Regions from separate parts of the Cricetulus griseus genome. Here region 2 is linked to region 1. The links are chromatin contacts, called in public Hi-C maps. All regions are on one chromosome and are shown on one strand. The core of a region is the stretch at or near the end of the contact, and the rest is flanking DNA. Distances in the headings are between cores, read along the strand shown.

Evidence for each region. Hi-C and Micro-C count contacts between places; a contact is called where the count stands out from the background.
Region 2: a contact with region 1 is called in a Hi-C map of the CHO-K1 cell line, with 3 times the contacts expected there. The contact joins the promoter of Ifne here to the enhancer-like site in region 1. A contact is called at or near these places in 3 of 8 Hi-C or Micro-C datasets (the CHL-YN cell line, the CHO-K1 cell line and fibroblasts).

What each region holds. Positions count from the first base shown.
Region 1 is chr2:59,170,414-59,174,567 of CriGri-PICRH-1.0, forward strand. No RefSeq gene overlaps it. Among named protein-coding and RNA genes, the nearest start is that of Mir31, 26 kb to the right of the region's middle. Within about 2 kb of position 1,763, at least 6 of the 6 cell types and tissues checked have open chromatin away from gene starts, as enhancers often do. A contact at or near this core is called in the CHO-K1 cell line and fibroblasts, where this site is marked.
Region 2 is chr2:59,222,715-59,226,868 of CriGri-PICRH-1.0, forward strand. It overlaps Ifne (interferon epsilon), which reads left to right and starts at 2,182. Exons shown (of 1, transcript XM_027400349.2): 1 at 2,182-2,760. The coding sequence starts at 2,182. The coding sequence ends at 2,760.

The sequences.
Region 1 (4,154 bases), core at 513-3,012:
TTGTGCATTATTTCTGTGTTCAAAATGGTGATGCCATCATTTGCACTTGTTTGGGGACAAACAACTTGTGTTCCTGGTTCAAAGTCTGAAGGACAGATGGTTGTTTTCCTTTACATTGATATTTATTATTTGAGATGTATCATCTCTTCTTTGACTACTTTCTGTTCAAAGTATCATGATACCTAATTTTGCATAAGCAATTAGGAAATCTTATCTATACTATTATTATAAAAGTCCCACAAATGAAGTGCTTGCATTGACTCATGTATTGGGTATTCTGACAGTCTTTCCTGGTGGGATTCATATAAAAGGATTTTTTTCCCATTTCACCAAAAGAATTGTGTTAAATGGCTACCTAATCTGATGATATCATGATTCAATAAATAAATTTAGAATTAATACATTTGCACTTCAAAGAATGCTTTGGGTTTTCCATAAATAGATTTAACTACATGTCCCTCCCCCACCCCAAACAAACAGCTCTTTCTGGATTCACATTTTAAATCGTTCTCTTCACATTTGCAGTATTTGATTTTTTTTTTCCTGTGCACAATCAGTATAAACTTGAAAGCTAATTTTCTTTCAAAAATTTCAGGACTATTTTAATAGTGACAATGTGTTTAATTGTTGTTCTTACTTCTTGATCAACGTAGCCGAGATAGTTTGAGGGTTTTCATTCTTCAAAAAGGGGGTCTTGAATTAGAGCCATCTTAAGTGAAGTGTAATGATTCCTACTATTGTGTACTGAACACTATTAATCAGGCCCTGACCTCCTGACACATAACTTCAGTGTAGAAAAGATAGAAACATTTCATGCACCTGCTTTATCAGGAAAAATTAAACTTGAGTCTCACACATAAGTCTTGGACTCAAATATGTGCTCATGTTAGTGCAATTTGTGTAATAAACTAACCCTACTTGACTTGCCTTTTTTATAGTTGGCTAAGCAATGAATACCATTTCATTACTGAACATCTGGTGATTAATTTTCATCTTGGTTGAATAAATAATTTTTACACTGAGATGTTATCATATAATTAATGAAACATCACTGTGAATCCTGCTCGTCCCCTTTCTGCACCCCACCTGTAGAATTTTTCTTGGGGGTAATGGAGCCTTTATTAAAATGTAATTGCATTTACTTGCAGAAGACAATTTCCACTCTCTTACATGAGGGTAAAAGGCCTCATGCTGCGTTTGCAGAGACCACAGACAAAAACCCTGTGTATATAATTCTGTATTTACTTGAAATTTTCCAAGATGGAACTTAGTCTCTATCTTCAGGTAGCTGAAATTTAGTTAGAAAGGACTAGGGAAGCACACACCTCTGCTTATACACTATATTATTAAACACGAATCTCCCGGGACAGTAAAAATGATGTTCTTAGAGACATGGCAGTACAAAGAAAGGGAACATTCATCCAAAGGGAAAGTTAGTAGAGAGATTCAGAGCGCCAAGCCCTCTCTAAAATAGCAGAGATCTGGGCTTGCATAGGTACCTAGCAGGGGGTTGGGGTGGGGGTGGAGGTTCGACGCAGCCAGTGTCGCGAATATAAGGGATGGTAGAATTCCCCCACTGGCCTTGAAGGTCGTTTAGACTCTCAGGGGAAGGGGGATGGTGTCGCCACCCTACAGGGCTCCGAAGGACCCCTGGCGGCATAGCTTTCAATATGTCCGGAGGGCTGTGGTTCAAGCAGGTGGCTGTGCGGTGACTGCAGCATGGGCGGTGACCATCTTGTCCTTGCCAGGCCGCGGCGCTGGGGAGCTGCACCGAGCGCAGCTAAAGCTGACCGGGCGGAGGCGCGGCCGGGTCCCTCTCGGGGCGGGGCCAGGGCGGGGCGTCGGGCCGCGCGGCAGGTGTGGGCGTGCGGAGGTGGCACAGCCCGCTGCGTCTACGACCTGCGCACAACGCGGGATGAAGACGCGCACGCGGGGCTCGGAAAGGCCTCAGGTAAGCGGGCGCGGGCATTGGCGCGCGGCGAGCACCCGGGGGACCAGGGACGAGGTGACCCCGCAGGGCGCGTGGGGAGCGGAGCGCGGTCCTGCACCGTCACCCGCGCTCGGCCATATGCCCGGGCCGCGCGCGATCCTCGAGCACGCGGGAACCGGAGCGCGATGGTCACTGGCGCTCTCGGCTGGGGCGTCCCTGTGCGGCCCACGCACCACTTCAAACTCCCGGTGCTTGGAAACTTTCCGGGCTCCTCGGGGCTGGGAGGGGGTGAACAGAAATCAGGCGCGCGAGGAAAACCCTCACCAGGACGTGTCGTCTGCTTTCAGAGCAGCCACAGTGGGAAAAGGGTGTTCCCAATACGCCGACCCTCTCTCGGTGACCCCACCTGAAAAGTCCCTGCTCCTCTAGGGAGACAGTTGTTGCAGGGTTCCCTTAGTTAGGCAGTGGCAACGCAGAAGGCAGCGAAACAGGCACAAAGTGCCCCCCCCAACACCTCAGCTTCTCAGGGGGACAGCTTTGTCCCTGCCCCAAAGGCAATAGGGCTAGGAATGGGGGCTCAGAACCTGCACCCAGTGTTGGAGCAAGTGTCTGTGGCTCGGGCCACAAACACCCGGGGGTGCCTTGCGGATTCCGAATCGGGCCTTTCAGCTTCCTCATTGAAGTCTTGGCACCTTTGAAGTGGAATTAGGGCAGGAAAAAAAAAAAAAGTAAGGTTTTTGTGCAGAGTTTATTACCTGTGGATTAAAATGCTTGGTAGGCAGAAGTTTCAACAAGGCTCAGTTTTATAATTTGTTTTGAGATAGTTTTTGTTGAGTTAATTTTTGTTTGAAGTGATTGAAAGGTGACTCTCAACTTTAGTGAGTTTGTGTTTGGTTGAAGTGGGGGCTAACTTTTAAAGTTGTTTTTCCACTCTTATTCTGGTTATTTTTCAGTATCCCCAGAGTTAATTCCGTAGGCATGTTCTTTATCTTGATTTTTATCATCAAAAAAGGGTCAAAAGAATAATGTTTAGTCACATTCCCTACCAAAGAAGTACTATAGCTAGCCTTCCTTTTCCTTTGTAATTCGTGCAGAGCCTCTTGGAAACTAGGTTGGGCCCCAAATTGGCATTTTTGATTTGTGATTAATTTTTTTTTTTTGGAGGGTGGACCTCATGGAAGTTTTTTGCTTTACATCGTGTTAGGTCTTTATTATATATGTAGCTATTGGTTTCATGGTAGATGTGAGAGAAAGCAAGAAACCTGAAAAGTATCTAGTAGAATCTGGGTGAAGTTTTGTAAGTTCTGAAGAGTATGTAGTAGTGACAAAATACTTGACTGACGTGGGGTTGGCTTGTTTTCAGATTTTAAATAGGTTAATGTAAGAAAGAAGCTATGAAATTTTTAATATTTGAGCATCTTTATAAAACAGAAGTGGAAAAAATGGAAAGCAAAACAATTTTCCTGTGTATCATTTTTTCCTCTTAGTTTGAAATCAACTTTCTTAATTTGGCCCAAAGTTGAAGCTATAGTTAAAGACAGTTGTTAACTATTTAGGGTAATTACAGATCATTAATTGATTTACTTTAATAACACTTTTCTTCAGTGATAGGTTTTGTAGGATGTATTTTGCTGGGTATATTGACCTCTTGAGATTAGGTACCATTAAATTTTCCATAGTCACAATTTCTCTTCATTACTTGTGTCTAAGTATTTTTAGCCTCTGAACATTGTGGAGGCTCTTAAATTTAAACTGCAAAAAGGCTAAAATGTAGTCACTGATTGTTAACATTTTAGGATAAAGTATAGTATTAAATGCTAATATAGAATGAAGACATTTTAGGGCAGATAATTCTCTAATCATAAATAAGAAAGAACTCATAATAAATTGTTGACATCTTCTTGATGTATCTACCACAAATAGTTGAGTAAAAGTAACCTCTAAAGGTTTCAAAAGTTTTAATGAGAGAGAAACTTTGTTACAACATAGTTCTGTAATGTGGGAAACAAACAAACAAACAAAAAAACCTGTTGAATCTAGAGTAGAGCCAGCCTAAGTAAGAAATGGTGAAATTTGAGATCTTTGAATTGTGAGCTATGCCTTCACTGGGGGCTTTTAAACAGTGGCAATACATGTGTAGAAAGATCAGTTATTTAATTTGTACATGTAAGCGCCCTAACATGCTTGCTTGGTTGGCAGAGTCTCTGGCTATTTTTCATTCCAT
Region 2 (4,154 bases), core at 932-3,431, 53 kb after region 1:
GATTGACAAACAGCTACTGAGCCACAGTTAGATTGGAGCAAGCGGTTTGGTGTGGTAAACAGCTGGGTGGCTATAAATAGCAATGGATATTGCTGAGAACTTGTTTAGAATGTTTTTGCCATAAACAAATAGTGAATGAGAAGATAGACTTGTTTACCCTGATTTGGTACATGTATTAAAATATCACATGGCATCAGCATACATTGTTTTTATTAGATAGAGAGATAGATAGATATGTTAGTTGCTTTTCTCATGGTGACAGCAATGGATGCAATTTAGCTAGAAAAGGACTTATGTTTGCTCACAGTTCAGAGGATGCCATCCATCCTCAGGAAAGGGACTGCAGTGAGGAGGCATGGTGGTAGCAGAGTTTGCAACACCGCTCCCTCACATCCTGGCAGCTTAAAAATAGAGAAGGGGCTGGAAGTGGAGCCAGGTTATAATCCCCAAGGCCTGCTGATGGTAGGCTGGATACAGCAAACAGACTCCAAGTCTCAGGTTCCTTATTCCCTCAAAATAGTACCACCAGCCGGAGAGCAAATGTCCAAACACAAAGCAGACAGGTCACATCCAAGCCACAAAAATAGGCTAACTCAAGTTAATTTTAGAATGAATTATAAGCTACTGAAAGTTAAATTTTATTTATTAGAGCAAATAAATTAATACAATTAATATTACCGGCTAATATTCTTTCCCCAAAGTTCCACATTAAAGACTGAAAGGTGTATGATGCTTCAGGAGAAAGGATCATCAGCAAACACACAAGTTGTGTTACATGGATGTTGGCAGAAGTTTCTGTTCTGCCACCCTTCAGCCCCAAATAAACACATGGACCCTATGTTAATTATAAAACTGTTGGCTGATGGTGAGGGCTTCTTACTGGCAAGCCCTCTCTTAAATGTTAACCCATAACTATTAATCTGTGTATTTCTACATGGCCTTATCTTACCAGAGAATACTTGGAGCATCCTATCTCCCTGGTATCTACATGGGGTCTCCTCCTGGCGGCCCCTCCTGACGGCCTCTCTCTCCTTCCTCTCAACCAAGCATTCTCCTGGTCTGGTAGCCCCGCCTATACGTCTTGCCTGTCTATTGGCCAATCAGTGTTTTATTTATCAAGCAATAAGAGAAACATATATACAGAAGGACATCCCCCATCATGGAGGTCCAGAGTCTTTTGAGTCTCTTACTTCCTCTGGAGTCTGGTTTCCTCAACTACACTTACTACAACTGTGTGATAGTAAGAAGGTAGGGCTGGAGACTTACTCCAGAGGATCTTAGCAACGTGGAACTGGATACTTGTAATTCAAGAGGCATTTACTGTTGTAGAGATGTTCTCATTGGTTTAACCATTGTTGCAGCTAGCCTAGGGAAAATGGACCACCGACTGCCTCCGACTCTTCTCACAAATAACTTTATCACTTACTGGTTTCATTTGTTCATAGAGGAACCAATACGTTTGTAGCCATTATATTGAACTTGTAAGCTGTTTACACTCTGTGCTCTCATGAGACTCTAGCCACATTATTTTGATAATTTTTACTTTTATCTTATTTTACAAGCTAAAATATTAGATGTCAAATGGATTGGATGAGATATAAGACAGTCCAAGACTGTTGATTCAGATTAATTTGCCCAAATACTTGTGCACATTTGCAGTTCTGCTTGAAGTTTCAAAGTCACTGGCCTCTGGATTTTAGTGTTTGCTTCCAAAAGAGTGTTGTCTAGGTACTGCTAAGGGTTTGATAACTAATACTCCGTGAAATAATACTGCTTTAAATAAAAAGCTTACTCTCAATAAAAGAACATTACTAAGCCTGACTAAACATTTAGAAAGTGCATTGTGTTAAGTGAAACCTTGTGTGTAATAAATAATGAGGGTAGTAGAAGATCAGATTGAACAACTCTAATTGTCTCAAGAAAAGTGTACAGTGAGGCCAGCTCTTTCATTACTTCCTCAAAGAGCCAACACAATGGGGAAAGTAAAGGAAATGTTCTATAAAAACCTTGAAGTGGGAACCAGAAAACCTAAGACATATACTTGGGGAAATGAGAAACAAGGAAACAGAGGCAATGGAAAGAATGCCCTCCATCATAATCTGCACTACACGAAAGCTAAACATTTCCTAGAACTGGGGTTTTACAAGGTAAGCACAGACATCGGGGTTTTTGTCCTGCACCATGATTCACAAACAGCTCCCTGAAATGGTGTTGCTGCTGTTGGCTTCTTCCACTGTCTTCTCCCTAGAACCGAAATCGATTCTCTTCCAATCAAGAATGAAGAGAGAAAGCTTGCACCTACTGAAAACTTTGCCAATCTCGTCGGTCTACCAGTGTCTGGCTCACAGGAAAAATTTCCAGCTTCCTTGGCAGTCTGTGAGTCGTCACCAGTACCAAAAGGGACATGTACTGGCTGTTCTGCACGAGCTCCTTCAGCAGATCTTCAGCCTCTTCCAGGCACATGTTTCTCGGGGCATTTGGGAGGAAAACCATATAGAGAGAGTCTTAGGTGCACTTCACCAACAGCTGGAATACGTGGAGTTGCTAGCTGGACTAAAAGCAGAGTCGAAGAGTGGCGGCCTGAGTGCGCAGAGCCTTAGGCTACAGATTAAATCATACTTCAGGAGGATCCACGACTACTTGGAAAATCAGAGGTACAGCAGCTGTGCCTGGATCGTTGTCCAGGTAGAAATCAACCGCTGTATGTTCTTTGTGTTCAGGCTAACCGCATGGCTGAACAAACAAGAAACAGACCCTTGAACACTGTGAAGCAAGAGCCAACCGTGCATTTTAAAAGCCTAGGTTGGTGGCAGAGTGAGAGGAGAAACATGAAGATTACTGTTTCTTTTTGGTGTAAAATGGCTGCATTGTTTTGCTGTTGCATGTCTCACACTGTGAATTGAGGTTGCACGAGTTGGTCACAGCTATTTTTATTTTGCCATGCTTTCTGCGAATTTTAAATTATTTGAGAATTAAAATTAATTCATTAAAATTTTTTGATGATTGGTTCTTCAAATGGTGAAATTTTCATAGAATTTTGCTGTTCGATATGATGAACTATGCCTTTAATGTAATGGAAATTCCATAACATATAACATTCATTCCAATGAATTCCTTGTTTACCAGAAATTGTTAAAGAGTTAGAACTAGCATTAAATACTGAATATTTCTATTACAAGAGACTAATAGAAATATGACCAAAAGACATAAACCATTTGCATAGGAATGAAACAGATTTAATCTCATTCATAATTATAATAATTCAGATTACAACTAAATAACATGCTGTTTTAACCTATTAGGTAACACCTCAAGGTTTAATTAAGACAAATACACAGACTCACAGACTGCTGAGGAAGCAGGAAATTGTTCCTGTGTACTGGACACTGCTGGGTGGATTGGTAAATGCTCTTACAATTTGCCAGATCAGCAGAAGTTGGTACATGCCATGTTCACATAAGGGACCATGATTCTGCTGAAGAGAATGAGGACAAGCTTCCCCTACAAAAATACACAAAGCAAAAATATAGGAAAATGTGTATAAGTGGTATATTTGGGCAAAACCATGAAATGACTTTATTATTTGTACTTATTGTCTGTGAAGAACTTCAGAACACATGAACAATAAATTATAGCAATACATTTTTGCACTGTTGGGGAAGGGAAGGCAGATTTGGGGAGGCAGTCTGGGAAAGGAGAGTTTTTACTCCTGTTTCTAAGTGGTAACTTTGAGTCATGTGCTTATTACAAACTAAGTTAAATGTATCTGGCTAGTTAGAATGATCAGAAATATCAGTGAAAGAGCCTTACTGCCTTATGAAGGTGCTGGTTGAAGGCCAGGGAAACAGGACTGAAGCAGCCTTCTTTTGCCTGCCAGTGGCTGGGAGGTAGAGGGCTAGAAGGAAGCTGACCATGCCACATGGAGGGGTTTTGCTGCAGGAAGGGTCTGGTGGTAACAAGATTGCACCTTTCTTAGGCAAGCCTTTGAAGAAGTCATCACAAAGCAATGTGGAGCATGGCGTCTGAAGTCCACTGAGACTTGGTGTCTTTGCTACATTATCCAGATACAAACAGCAAGACAAAGGACACAAGCACCATAGCTACTTGTATTTCACAGTCATCACACAATCTGCCATGGAAGGTACTACTGAATG